4 separate regions of the Mus musculus genome follow, and all the other regions are linked to region 1. The links are chromatin contacts, called in public promoter capture Hi-C maps. All regions are on one chromosome and are shown on one strand. Each heading gives the region's core, a stretch centred on a gene start, on an enhancer-like site or on the middle of the called end of the contact. The rest is flanking DNA. Distances are from core to core; before and after follow the strand shown.

Region 1 (2,863 bases), core at 99-2,598:
CCGTGAAAAGTGCATAGCTAGGGCACCCTTGTCTTCTGTGCAAGGGTCTCCTCTGCATGTCTGCTCCCTGGGACACTGGATAGTCACTATAAGCACCTGAGAAATGAGGGCTGGGACCCACAAAATATGGCTGGTCAGGACAGCATCCTAACCCCAAAGACGACCAGATACAGCCGAGAGTCAGGAAACCATCATTCACAGTCCTTGTAACTACCGCGGGGGAGGAGGGGCTTCAGGGGCACAAGGTCCGAAACACCCAGGCAAGGCCAAGGCCAGGACATTGCAAAACCCACCCTCTCAGCAGTCCAAATGGGGCAGAAAGAAATGTAGCAACAGTCTCCTGGGAGTGTGGACAGGGAGAAAGGACTAGAGGCTTTTTCTCTCGGGCAGCCCCCATTGCAGGACAACCTAGCCTGATCTCCATACCTGTACCTTTTGCTTGTCCACTAAGCTTCCCTGCTCTGGGAGATGGGCAGAGGAGGATTCTGGCCACAGCCTCCTTCCTTTATTGCTAGCAAGCCAGGTCCAAAGACAGTTCGGCCCCCACCCCCCAGAAGAGGAAGTTAATGACAAGGAGAACCTGTGGCTACAACCTGGGCACAGGTGTCTTCTAACCGGCAGAGAGGTGGAAGCACGGACCGGAAGCCTGGCTAGGCTTCGGTTTCCCTGCTGGTGAAAGTGGGATTGGGCCTGTCCCACCTTCGCTCGGCCCCCTCCCTCTCCCAAAGCTAGCGGCGCGCGCAAACCCGACACTCCACGCTGCGCGCAGGGGGCGCCGCAGGGCCGAGCCCTACAAGCGGCGCACATCGTGACACGCGCCCCTGGGACGGGAAGCCGCGTCGTCGGAGGCTCCGGACCGTGGGGACGGCGGGGCGGGCGGGGCAGGAAGGAAAGAACGCGAGGAGCTCAGAAGTTAGGAAAGCGGAAGCGCGCGCCCATCCCGGCGTCCGGCCCCCTTGCCTCATGTTATCCACGGTGCGGCCGCCGTGGCGCAGCAGGCAGACGATCGAGGCCGCGGCGGAGAAGGACAGGCAGAGCACGCAGTAGAGACCGACCTTGGCGTAGAACCTGGCTGTGCGGCTCAGCTGCACAAGCAGCAACAGCAGCAGCAGCGCCGCCGTCAGCCATGGCCACGGGTCCATGGCGGCCGCACCCCAGCCCCGACGGCGCCGCCGCCCTCCACCCGCCGCCCGCGCCCCTTTTGAGGAGCGCCGAGGGTAGAGGGCGGGCCAGGCTGGAAGCCCAGAGCTAGGTGCGGCCGTCCCGCCCTGTTCCCGCCCCTCCGGGCCTGGCCCTGCCGGGGGGCATCGCGCCCCGCTCCGCCCCGCCGCGTCCTGGACGCGGACCCCGCCTCCCTCGGCCCTTCGGGTGTCACCCTCTCCGCCCCGCCCCTCCCTGCCACCCTGCCCCTTGCGGCAGGACATTGAGGTTCCCTCACTCGTCCCGCGGCTCCCATCTCTGAGCTGCCGGGTGGCCTGGGCTCTGGCGTTGCCTCCCACGCCCCTGCACCGGGGCTTGCGGCCACAAGTCCCCAGCCTGGCACCGCAGCTCCCTAAGGGTGTGCAACCGACCTAAGACGTGCCCATTATGCCAGTCTTGTCACCACACAAAGGACCATTGACCGGCTACTGAGTGACCAATGGTTACCTGACTAGGCCACCTGGCTGGTGGCCTGGGCCCTTTAGGTTCCCTTGAGCAGGGAGACTGAAGCCCTATTCCCATGATGCAACGAGCTGGGGGAGGCAGAAGGAGTAGTGAGAGTTTTGGAGTGGGGGTGTCTCTGGGGTAATGTGGCACCGGGGACCTTCTGATGCCCGGCCAGCAGTGTGGATCAGGCGATTGTGTTCCCATGCGCACTGTGTTCTAACCGCCAGCCTGTAGTTGGTGCTCACTGGGACACTTGTAGTAAGAAGCCTTGGGCTTGCAGGCCAGCCATATACATCCTTCCTGATCATGTTCTCAGAGCAGATGTCAGTGACAAAATGCATCTAGCTTCTTTTTTGGTGAGGTTGGTCTGCACCTAGGTGTGGAACTCAGCGATGGCTGTAGATATTAATGTGCCCACAGGCTCCCCTATATCCAGGCATTCTGAGAGAATCTCTGGTTTTCTCAGATCCGGAGAGATGATAATTTTAATATCTACCTATATAACTGTGCTTAGCTTTTTTTTTTTTTTTTAGACTTATTTTATGTATGCGAGTACACTGTAGCTATAGGTTGTGAGCCTTCATGTGGTTGTTGGGAATTGAATTTTTAGGACCCCTGCTCGCTCCGGTTAGCCCACTCAACTCTGGTCAACTCTGCTCCCTCAATCCCTGCTTGTACACCAGAAGACGGTGTCAGATCTCATTACCGGTGGTTGTGAGCCACCATGTGGTTATTGGGGCTTGAACTCAGGACCTTCGGAAAAGCAGTCAATGCTCTTACCGGCTGAGCCATTTCGCCAGCCCTGTGCTTAGCTTTTAAAGCAGGGCCAAAGCTGTGCCAGGGTGGGTAAGGAACCACCAGGAGTCACTCCAGCTTCAGGCTTCTGTGCTCATGAGGTTGCAGGCAGGGTGAGCTGCAGGGTTTCAGCTTCTCTGGTAGAAGACCCAGATATGCTTGGAGAGAAGGGGGGGGGGGAGAGGGGTGCTACGGGGCTGCTAGGATCCCAGCTGAGATCTCCAAGGCATCAGGTCCTCACAGCTCTGCAGCCCCCTCAGGAATGTATGCTGAGTCCTTCCTGCCTTTTAATTCTAACCAACCTGGTGTCCTTTTTATTTATTCATTTAGCGTATTGGTTTATGTTTTTAAGGTTTTTTGTTTGGTTTGGTTTGGTTTGTTTTTTTGGGGGGTGGGTTGTTTTTGTTTTTTTGAGACAGGG
Region 2 (3,036 bases), core at 417-2,916, 2.0 Mb after region 1:
AAGCTATTATATCCAAATTAAAAGGCATTAAAGAATAAACCATAATATTGGGGAGAGGGTACACAAACACAAGATACAGTATGTCTAAACATCTTGAAATTATAATTTTAGGGTAAAAGTTGAAAAATTACGCTGTTTTAGCTAGAGATTAAGTGCACCTTTTTTCCTGTTTTTCCCAAATAGAATCAGAGTTTACGATTTAATCACACCTCAAAGCTTTTCTCTCAATACAAAGCAACCACTAAATACACACAAAATACTTATTTGTTAATAATTTCCCTGGCTTATCCAACGTGCAATGCACACGACTTGAAAGACTACAATTTGGGGGTGAGTGTACACAAACTCAATTATCTTAAGGACAAGGAGAGCCTCCTGGATGTATGCTTAGGAGAGAAGTCCTAGTTCCCAAGAAGGCCAGGCGAGGGCGCCATCTCCTCGAACTGGAGTTATAGGTAGTTGGGAGCTGCTGCCATTTGGGTTCTGGGAACCTAACCCTGGTCCTCTGTAAGAGCAACAAATGCTCTTAACGGCAAGGCCATTTCTCTAGCTTCCGCTTATCATCTTTCACTGGGTCTTATTATATAAGTTTAAGTATAATAAAACCCCAAACTCCAACCCAAACCAAAAAACAACAAAATACAGCAACAACAAACCAAAACAAAAAATACACAATGCCAGGTGGTGGTGGTGGTTGTGGCGGCGGCTGCTGGGGCAGCTGCGGCGGTGAACACCTTTAAAGCTAGCACCTTTAAAGCTAGGCAGAGGCAGAAGACTCTCTTGACTTCCAGGCCAGCCTGGGCTACAGAGCAAGTTCCAGGATGGGCAAAGCATAAAGAGAAACTTTGTCTTGGAAAACCTTAATAAATACATAATTAATTAAAAAAATAATACAAATAAGGAAAATAACAGCAAATGAAAACTATATACATTCTGATATCCCTCTAAAAAGCTTTGCACCACAGCCGGCAAGGTTTGAAAAGACTTGACACCTTGTCATGGCATGCAAGTAAATCAAGGTATTCTGACTTTACAACATAAACTGCATCCTCTGACTAAGGCTGGCCTCTACATGTCACTCCACAGACTCTTCTGCAAAGGAAAAAGTGGTGGTGGGGGAAAGCCCCATCCTTTTTGCTGCAATTGACAGGCTGTCCATCCAAGGGGATCCCAGAGGCTCATTTGGAAATAGGAACGCCTACAGGGAGACCCCAAAGGTGGCAGGTGTGCCAAAGACAGAGGGACCTGGCTCGAAAGGGCCAGCGCTCTCCACTGAGCCTAGCCCTGCCAGCTTGTTTTTGACTGTGCTTGTTCCGAGCGCGCGCCTCCTGTCACCATCACGTGGCCGCCCCTCCCCACCCCACCCCTCGGCCGGTCTCGTGGCTCCGCCCTCTGCGCCGGGACTTCTTTCGGCCTCCTTCAGAGTCACAAGATCTCTCAGTGGGCTCCCACCTTCACGATCCTTCCGCCGTCCCCGCCTCCACATTAAAATCTCTTTCGGTTTTATTTATCTCGGCCAGCTTGTATCGTCATAAGTGGTATATCCTGTCCTGTCTGGAGAGGCTGAGACTCTGGCCATCTGGCATTAGGCTCGGAGCGTAGTAGAGACCCGAATAGGGACTCTTTTTCATAGCGGAGGCCCCCGCCGCTCGAGACGCTTCACGCCAGGGGGAGGTGCTGCGCGTCCAAGATGGCGGCGCCCTGTAGGCTGGAGGGACTGTGAGGTAAACAGCTGAGGGGGAGGAGACGGTGGGTGAGTACGGGGGGTGTTTCCCCTTCTTTTCCTTGTGGGCTTTTCGGGGCAGCTCTGGCAGCGTGACCTCACGCTGTGGGGCGCTGCGGAGCGCGTTAGCCGAGTCGGGGGTCCGGGGAAGGGGGTTCGGGGAGCTTCTTCCTCGCCCTCATCGCGCGCTGGCTCCGGCAGGGCTCGGCTTGGGCTGCTGGGGCCCCGGGGAGCTGAGGCGGGCCTGCTCCGTCCGATGGCATGGCTGGCTGCAGCTCCGGGCCCGAGGTGGCCCCGCTAACCCGCCCCCCTCGCTTGCTGCGGTGACAGGCTCCCGCGGGGGTGCGCCGCGCAGGTCAGAGACCCCGGGCCCGGCACGGGGACCCGGGGGTGGGGTCGCGGCTCGAGCCTCTACTGCAGCCGCCGGGGCTGGGGGTGGAGAATGAATGAAGGCCGCCTGTGGGCACTGGAGGCTGCCCGGCGCCCGCCGTCTCGGGGAGAGTGTGCACGGCCGAGTGCTTGGCTCTGGGTGTACTTGTGGGTGTTTAATTGATGCTGGAAGACAGTTACCTCCAAGTCGGCAGAGGTGCTCGTTAGCGACAGCTACCTGCCCAGCCACTGCTGAACGCTCATTCATTCATTTGAGGACCTGGAGGACCCACTGCCTGCGGTCCCAGACACCTTTTTTAGAACCCAAGCACTTTCTTTGTGTTGTGGGTTAGAAGAGTTTGGCTTCTCGCGTGTTGGATTTGGAATGAGAGAGACGTGGGGATGGCGTGGAGTGTGGTCGGCCAGTAATCGCAACTATCGTTTTTTTTTGTTTTTTTTTTTGTTTTTTTTTTGTTTTTTGTTTTTTGGAGAGGGGGAATAGGGGGTGCCTGTGTGACCGAGCACTATTGAAAGTGCTTGGTAGCCATCCTGTCTTTGGTTCTGGACAAAGGAGAAGCAGTCTGCAGCCTTTCTAAATGAAGAAACTGAGGCCTGGAGAGAGTGGAATAATTTGCCCAAGGTCACACCCCCCTATTCTGAGACAGCACTGGAATTGAAGTCCGACTGGTTCCATTTGTCTGTTATTTGATTAAAGGTGGCCTATTATTAAGTGAGTGTAGTTAATCATTTGGCCAAGGTAGGGATATGTGTGTGTGTGTGTGTGTGTGTGTGTGTGTGTGTGGTGAGAGATTTTGAACAGGGTGCATTTGGTTTGTATGTCTTAAGCTTTTGTTTCTTACAGCACGGTGTATTTGGTAATCCAAATTTGGTTACAAAGTATTTTGTATTTTTCCATAAAACCGGTGGTATTCACTGAAAAAAAA
Region 3 (2,811 bases), core at 271-2,770, 2.2 Mb after region 1:
TTAATCACCTGGATTTGGAATGGCTGTCTAGAAGAGTATGGAAAAACTTTACTTTCAAATAAGCATACTGTTATACGTGTGTATAGCTTTATAGCACACCATGATATTAAGACTACATTATTTGTTCATGACCTGCCAAAGGATAAATAACCTCCTTGAGGGCAGGGGCTGTCTCTACTCTGATTTATCCCAGACTCCATTGGGCACCTACTCACTTGACACACACCCACTTTGACAGATTACCTACTGCATATACATACAGAAGGTATAAATAAAATAAAAGTAAGTTTTTACATTTATAGACTATGAAAAGGAACATCGCTCACTAAAGTAAACCATGTTTGAAAATGGTTACATTAATACAACAAAAATTAGAAACTCTACAGTTCAGGAGCAAACTTGGGTTATATGAAGTTGAAGGCAGTAAATTTATAGAGTTACAGAGACCTTGGACTTGGAAGTCTAAGCACCTGATGCTCTCCGAGGTTTTATTTTTCATCACACTTCCAGATTTAAGAGCTGTCTACCCAAGGAGACACAAGGACCGTTCACAATGAAACCGTCAAACAGGTAACGAAATAGATCAGTTTTTCTTCTCAAAGCAAAAGTGGCGCGAGAGGAGGGCGCTTGCATTACAGAATGAAAACACAAAGCCAGCCCAGGGCCTGGGGAGTTGGCCCCAGACAATAGGAGCAACGGTAGACAGGTCAGGGGTTGGGTCAGCTGCGGGGTGGAGTCACAAGAGTTCCAGAAATCCCGGGGCTAACGGCTCTAACTGTTCCATCCACCAGTAATGAAGGAATGGATAGCGGATCCTGGCTGGGGGGGCGGGGGTGTCTAGGAACAGTGAAGACGCTTGCACGACTTTTTAAAAGCTGCGGCGAGGCTAGCCCCTTCATTAAGAGTTGGATGCACATGGAATCCTAGAGCCGGGTGCAGGCCAGCTTCCCTTGGGATCCGTGGCGCGTCCGCGGGAGAAGCGGTGGAGGCGACTTACCTTGAGGAGGCAGCTGTTGAGAGGTGCGGGTACCGAGGTGCGGTGGATCACCAGATCCTGGCCTGGGTTGTGCACATCGCAGATAAGCTCCAGCACGGCGACGCTGCGAGCCGTGGACACAGACACGCGGTGGTCCTCAGACCAGGAGAGCGGCTCTAACCCGCTCACCGCGTATTGCAGCTTCACGGCAGGCTCCCGCCGAGTCACCATGAGGCGAAACGAGGCGCTGGGCCCGGGGGCCGCGTCGGCAGCCGCCTCCTTCCCGCCCCCTTCGTCCTTCTCCTCTGCGGGCGGCGAGGGCTCGTCGGCCTTGGGCCCCACCAGGGCCTGGTCCGCCTCGCTCATCTTACTAGGAGCGAGGAGGTCGGGTTACCGGCACACTGAACGCTCGCCACCTTGCCCCGGCCTCTCCCAGCGCCCTCCGCGCCCGTTCACTCCCCGCAGGCCCCGAGCGCCACCGAGCCAGAAAGGACCCCGTCGTTGCTAGGCAACGCCACCCTGCTAGATGGCCGTGGAGCTGCCTGTCTGGAAAGTGCGCTCCGGTAGGGCTGACCCGAGGCGCGCCTGCAGACACGCGGAGAAGGTGGGCGCTTCAGAGAGTCCCTTTCCTAGACACTGGGTGCTAGGTCCGACTAAGAGCCCACGGGAGAGTGAGCCTCCGTGGGTGACTGAAAAGCTGAGAAGACCAGCGTGGTGGCTAAAGGAGACCCTGCTGGGTGGGCGGCGCTCGGCCTCTTCCGGTTTCGGAGGCGTGTGAGGCCTCTTGTCTCCCGCCGGTGCGTGCCGTCCCGGCTCCCGGACCCGGAAGGGGCGGCGGCGGACCGGCGATAGTTGCGAAGATCCTCCCTCTCCACGTGCTACCTGGGCTCCCTGCTGGTTCCGCGGCTCCGCACTTGGGCTTTGGCTACTGTCTGCAGCACTTTGCCTGACCGGCCTTCCAGGACGTGCTTCGGACGCACTCAGGTCCAGATGAAGCGGGTGAGTGCAACCCCAGCCCGGGAGGTGCCACAGTGATCAGGTCCGGTCGAGTTCTTTAAGATGTCCAGAGGGGCTGCCGGGCTGCTCTCGGAAACACGTGAACGAGCGGGGAACCCCGCCTTGGGAGCAAGAGACCGGCGGGCTCCTGAGATTGTCTGAGAACTTAGGTTAGAATTGCAGGCTGTAGTAACTAGTCAAGTTCTTGAGACTAGCTGGGGGGAGGGGGGGACGGGACGGGGGACTAGTCAGCATAAGGATTGGAGGCTGGGTGTATCCAAGCTGGAAAATAATGCCTGAGACATGAGGTCTTAACTGTCGGGAGCCAGGTCTTCTGCTGGCAGGAAGGGTCACTTCTGTTAGGAATGGAGACTGGACTCGGTTCTTTGAGCTTTTAAACGGGACGTTTTCATCCACGTATCCGTTCCCTCGAGAGGAGAAAAGTGACTCTTACAGCAAAAAGATGGTTTTAGGGTTGCTGGTTTATCTTCTTGAAAGTGGGAAGATGTGATAGGAGGCTTCATCCCCCTCACCCAAAAGATAATAATGAAATACAAATTGCCCAGCCAGTTTCAGGTCAACCAATGCTTTTAAACTCCTTTGACTAACACACCCACTGCCTAGTTGCACCTTGGTAGAAGGAAGGAGGGACCTTATTAAGCTTAGAAGGTGATGAGTAAGGACTCTTCAGCAAGCCATTGGTATAGTTGAAACTATGTGGGAGGAGAAATACAGACAACCCTCCGGATAGTGGAGGAGAGGGCATAGGATTTACTGTAGGGTAGACCTGGGCTGGTATAGATGTCAGCTTTGGAATACAGTAGTCTATGTGACTTGGG
Region 4 (3,089 bases), core at 147-2,646, 2.0 Mb after region 1:
ACTATGTAGTGAGAAAGGAGAGAAGGAAGGAGTCGGGACCAGAGTGTACGTCCCATGCCCATGCCGAAGAACACCACGTAACTCAAAAGCAAAAAAAAAAAAAAAAAAAAAGGTCAGTTCTATGGACTTGTTTTACCACAATGGAAACAAAACTGGGCAAACAGCCCCCACACTCCCCACGGCCGGCTGGGACTGACACCAGAAAGGATTCAATGCAAACGCCTTCAGACGGAGGAGTCTCCTGCTATTTCTGCCTGCGAGCAGGCTCTGTGCCCCGGTGAAGGGAGACCTGGGACCTGCACCCACCTTTTTGAAGTTCTGGGAATGGTGAGCACCACTGGGGCGATTCCATCAGACCTAAATCATCCAGAGCCACCCAACTCCCCGAGGGACTTTCTACAGGTTGACCCCCAAATCAAAATGTTACCCCTCTCCTGATGGAGGGCTTTGCAGACTTGGAAGAGCACAGGTGGATAGGCACAGCTCTGCCAGTACCCAGGCTGTCCAACTCCACAGCTAGGGTGACTTGGCTTTCCCCACAGTAGTCTCATAAAAATGCTGGCTTTCCCAGGACCCAGTCACAGACCACAGCATCCATCCGTGGGCATCTCTGCAATGAGCCCTGTTTTCTAAGAAAACCACAACTCAAACTCACCTTTTCCTCTAGGTGAGAAGAGCTACAGATGCTCAAGGAGCCAAGAGCCTTTGGCAGTGCCTCCCCTCCATCATCCTGTGGTCTGCCTCACCTTGTCATTTCCCTTCAGTAAATTCCCAAGGAAAGGGTGTCTGACTCCCCTCCCCGGTGCTTCCAGGAACTTTTGAGAGGGTCATCAGAGCTACCAATCCCTTCTGAGATCCTGGCACAGGGCAGCTCTAGCCCAGGGGGACACCAATTTGGGCTCCTCTGGTGCCCCTAGAAAAGTGCTCTGTGTGTGTGTGTGTGTGTGTGTGTGTGTGTGTGTGTGTGTGTGTGTGTGAAGGGGGGGATTGACTTTGTGTATCTGGGTGAAGCCTAGCCCCCTACAATGAAGTTTCACAGAATTCGCAGGAGGAAAGCTCGGTGTTTGCGCTATCTTGGGGTATCGGGACTGGTCCATGTTCCTTCCTTCTTCTCTCCCCTGGTGATGAGCACTGCATCCAGAAGAGAGACTACCACAGTATTCTTCCTCTCACCTTAAAGGGAAGCAGACACCCTCCCTGCCTTGGGCACCCAGGACGAACTTTTCAGCGGAGCCCAGCCAGCACGGGTCTGGCAGCACTCACCGTCAGGGAGCTGTCCCTCTTCTGAGTTCTGCCCGAGAGCCACGAACCTCCACACTGTCCCTGGGGACTGCTCTCGGCTCGGTCAACGTTATGAGTCTCTGCACAGACAGACACTTCTCCTTTTCGTTTCTGTGTTTCCCGCCCCCCTTCTGTTCCCCTCCCTGATTTTCAATCTGATTATTTGTGTCAAAATCTGGCGGCTGCAGCGTCAGCCAATGACCAGAGCGCGAAAGTGCAGCCACATTTGCTTATCAAAACTTCACAGAAGCTTCTAACCCACTGGAAATTTCTCCAGAAACTTTCAGTAGCATTTGGGTGAAAGAGAGTGGCTAACTTATTAAAATGTAAAAGTCTAGCATTGACTTACAGTCCCTCATCCTTGCTTTAGATTTTATTTCTTTCCCTTCCTTCTTTCCCTCCCTTCCCCCTCTTCCCCTTTTCTCTTCTTTCCCCATCCATCTTCCTTTTCTTCCCCCTCTCCTTCCTCTCCTCCTCCTCTCTCCTCTTTTTCTCCCTTCTTCCTCTTGCTTCTCCTCTCCTAGATTCCACCATCACACACTTTCTCGCTGAGGCATTAGAGGGGCCCCTGTGTTTAAAGCTCTTGGATCCTGGGCCAGTACAGATCACTCTTAACCAACAGGATTCTGTCTCCCACTGAGCTCATTCTTAAAAAAAAAAAAAAATGGAGTTTCCCCCAGACAACCACAGACCAGCAGAACCACAAATAGACAGAGTAGAAGAACAACAAAAAAAGCAAGGTAGTGAATTTGGGGGCCTTGGAACCTGTACCTGGCAAAGTTCAAGTACAGATTGAATACCCAAGTACCACGGCCGGCGTGTGCTGCCATCTAGTGGCAGCATGAGAGACAGAGAGGTCAATGGGGGCCCCTCTGGGTACCCAGGCCAGCGCAGGGCATTTCACCCCATTTGAGCAGAGCCCCATTCCCTGGTCCCCACTTTCTTTTCCCTGCTCTGCCCCTTGGCCTCCTCCCGTTTGGGGATGACTGATTTATTCCAGGAAGTTTTGCATACAGAGAGAACTCCACCAAACAGCACTGTTAGCTGATTTGCATGCTCTTGCAGCCAGGACTGGAGAGATTACATTTCCCCCATAAAGAAAACAAACACGGGACAGGAAGCCCCGATTGAAACTGCAAGTCCAATGTTCAAAGTGTAGAGAAAAGAGATGTTTCGTTTGAGGCCTTTCTGCTGAGGGGGCTAACCCTGTGGCAGCGGCCGGAGGTCACAACAGACTCCCCAAGGGGACACAGGTCCAGACTGGTGGCCACAGATAGGAGACAGCTACACCCAGCCCTTGTTCTCTCTCTCTCTCTCTCTCTCTCTCTCTCTCTTTCGAGACAGGGTTTCTCTGTGTAGCCTTGATTGTCCTGGAACTCCCTCTATAGAACAGGCTGGCCTCGAACTCAGAAATTCGCCTGCCTCTACCTCCCAAGTGCTGGGATTAAAGGTGTGCGCCACCACACCCAGCCTTGTTCTCTCTTTATAAAACGTCTTGAGTATTCTTTGGGTGGTACACGTTACCAGCCAGCACTCGGTGAGAACTGAGTCACTATGCAGAAAACTTAATAGACCATACGTGGGACATTTTTAAACTGTTCCCTGACAGGGACCAGCCCTCATTTCTTGTCACATACACTTACACTTGACTGTCTTTCCTGCTGAGCCATGTCTCATTCAAATCCTCCTCTGTGGACATCTTTAATGGTTTTACACCCACTTCCCTCCCCATAACCTTCCCAAAGCTTTGGCTTTCTAAATGCACAATTGTTAGGCTGAGCTCTGGCCTCAAGCTGCTGTGTAGCACA

The links. Promoter capture Hi-C pulls out the DNA fragments that hold promoters and counts their contacts.
Region 2: a contact with region 1 is called in a promoter capture Hi-C map of liver, with 4 times the contacts expected there. The contact joins the promoter of Tsc1 here to the promoter of Agpat2 in region 1. A contact is called at or near these places in 3 of 39 promoter capture datasets (liver and pre-B cells).
Region 3: a contact with region 1 is called in a promoter capture Hi-C map of liver, with 2.2 times the contacts expected there. The contact joins the promoter of Ddx31 here to the promoter of Agpat2 in region 1. A contact is called at or near these places in 3 of 39 promoter capture datasets (liver and pre-B cells).
Region 4: a contact with region 1 is called in a promoter capture Hi-C map of liver, with 2.9 times the contacts expected there. The contact joins the promoter of Gfi1b here to the promoter of Agpat2 in region 1. A contact is called at or near these places in 2 of 39 promoter capture datasets (both in liver).

The regions. Positions count from the first base shown.
Region 1 is chr2:26,603,069-26,605,931 of GRCm38.p6, forward strand. Agpat2 (1-acylglycerol-3-phosphate O-acyltransferase 2 (lysophosphatidic acid acyltransferase, beta)) reads right to left here and starts at 1,349. Exons shown (of 6, transcript NM_026212.2): 1 at 961-1,349. The coding sequence starts at 1,142.
Region 2 is chr2:28,639,567-28,642,602 of GRCm38.p6, forward strand. Tsc1 (TSC complex subunit 1) reads left to right here and starts at 1,667. Exons shown (of 23, transcript NM_022887.4): 1 at 1,667-1,724.
Region 3 is chr2:28,838,886-28,841,696 of GRCm38.p6, forward strand. It overlaps Ddx31 (DEAD/H box helicase 31), which reads left to right and starts at 1,521. Exons shown (of 20, transcript NM_001033294.3): 1 at 1,521-1,975. The coding sequence starts at 1,967. It overlaps Gtf3c4 (general transcription factor IIIC, polypeptide 4), which reads right to left and starts at 1,475. Exons shown (of 5, transcript NM_172977.3): 1 at 998-1,475. The coding sequence starts at 1,342.
Region 4 is chr2:28,620,586-28,623,674 of GRCm38.p6, forward strand. Gfi1b (growth factor independent 1B) reads right to left here and starts at 1,397. Exons shown (of 7, transcript NM_008114.3): 1 at 1,264-1,397. It overlaps Gm52548 (a long non-coding RNA gene), which reads left to right. Exons shown (of 2, transcript XR_003954006.1): 1 at 1-327; 2 at 668-1,618.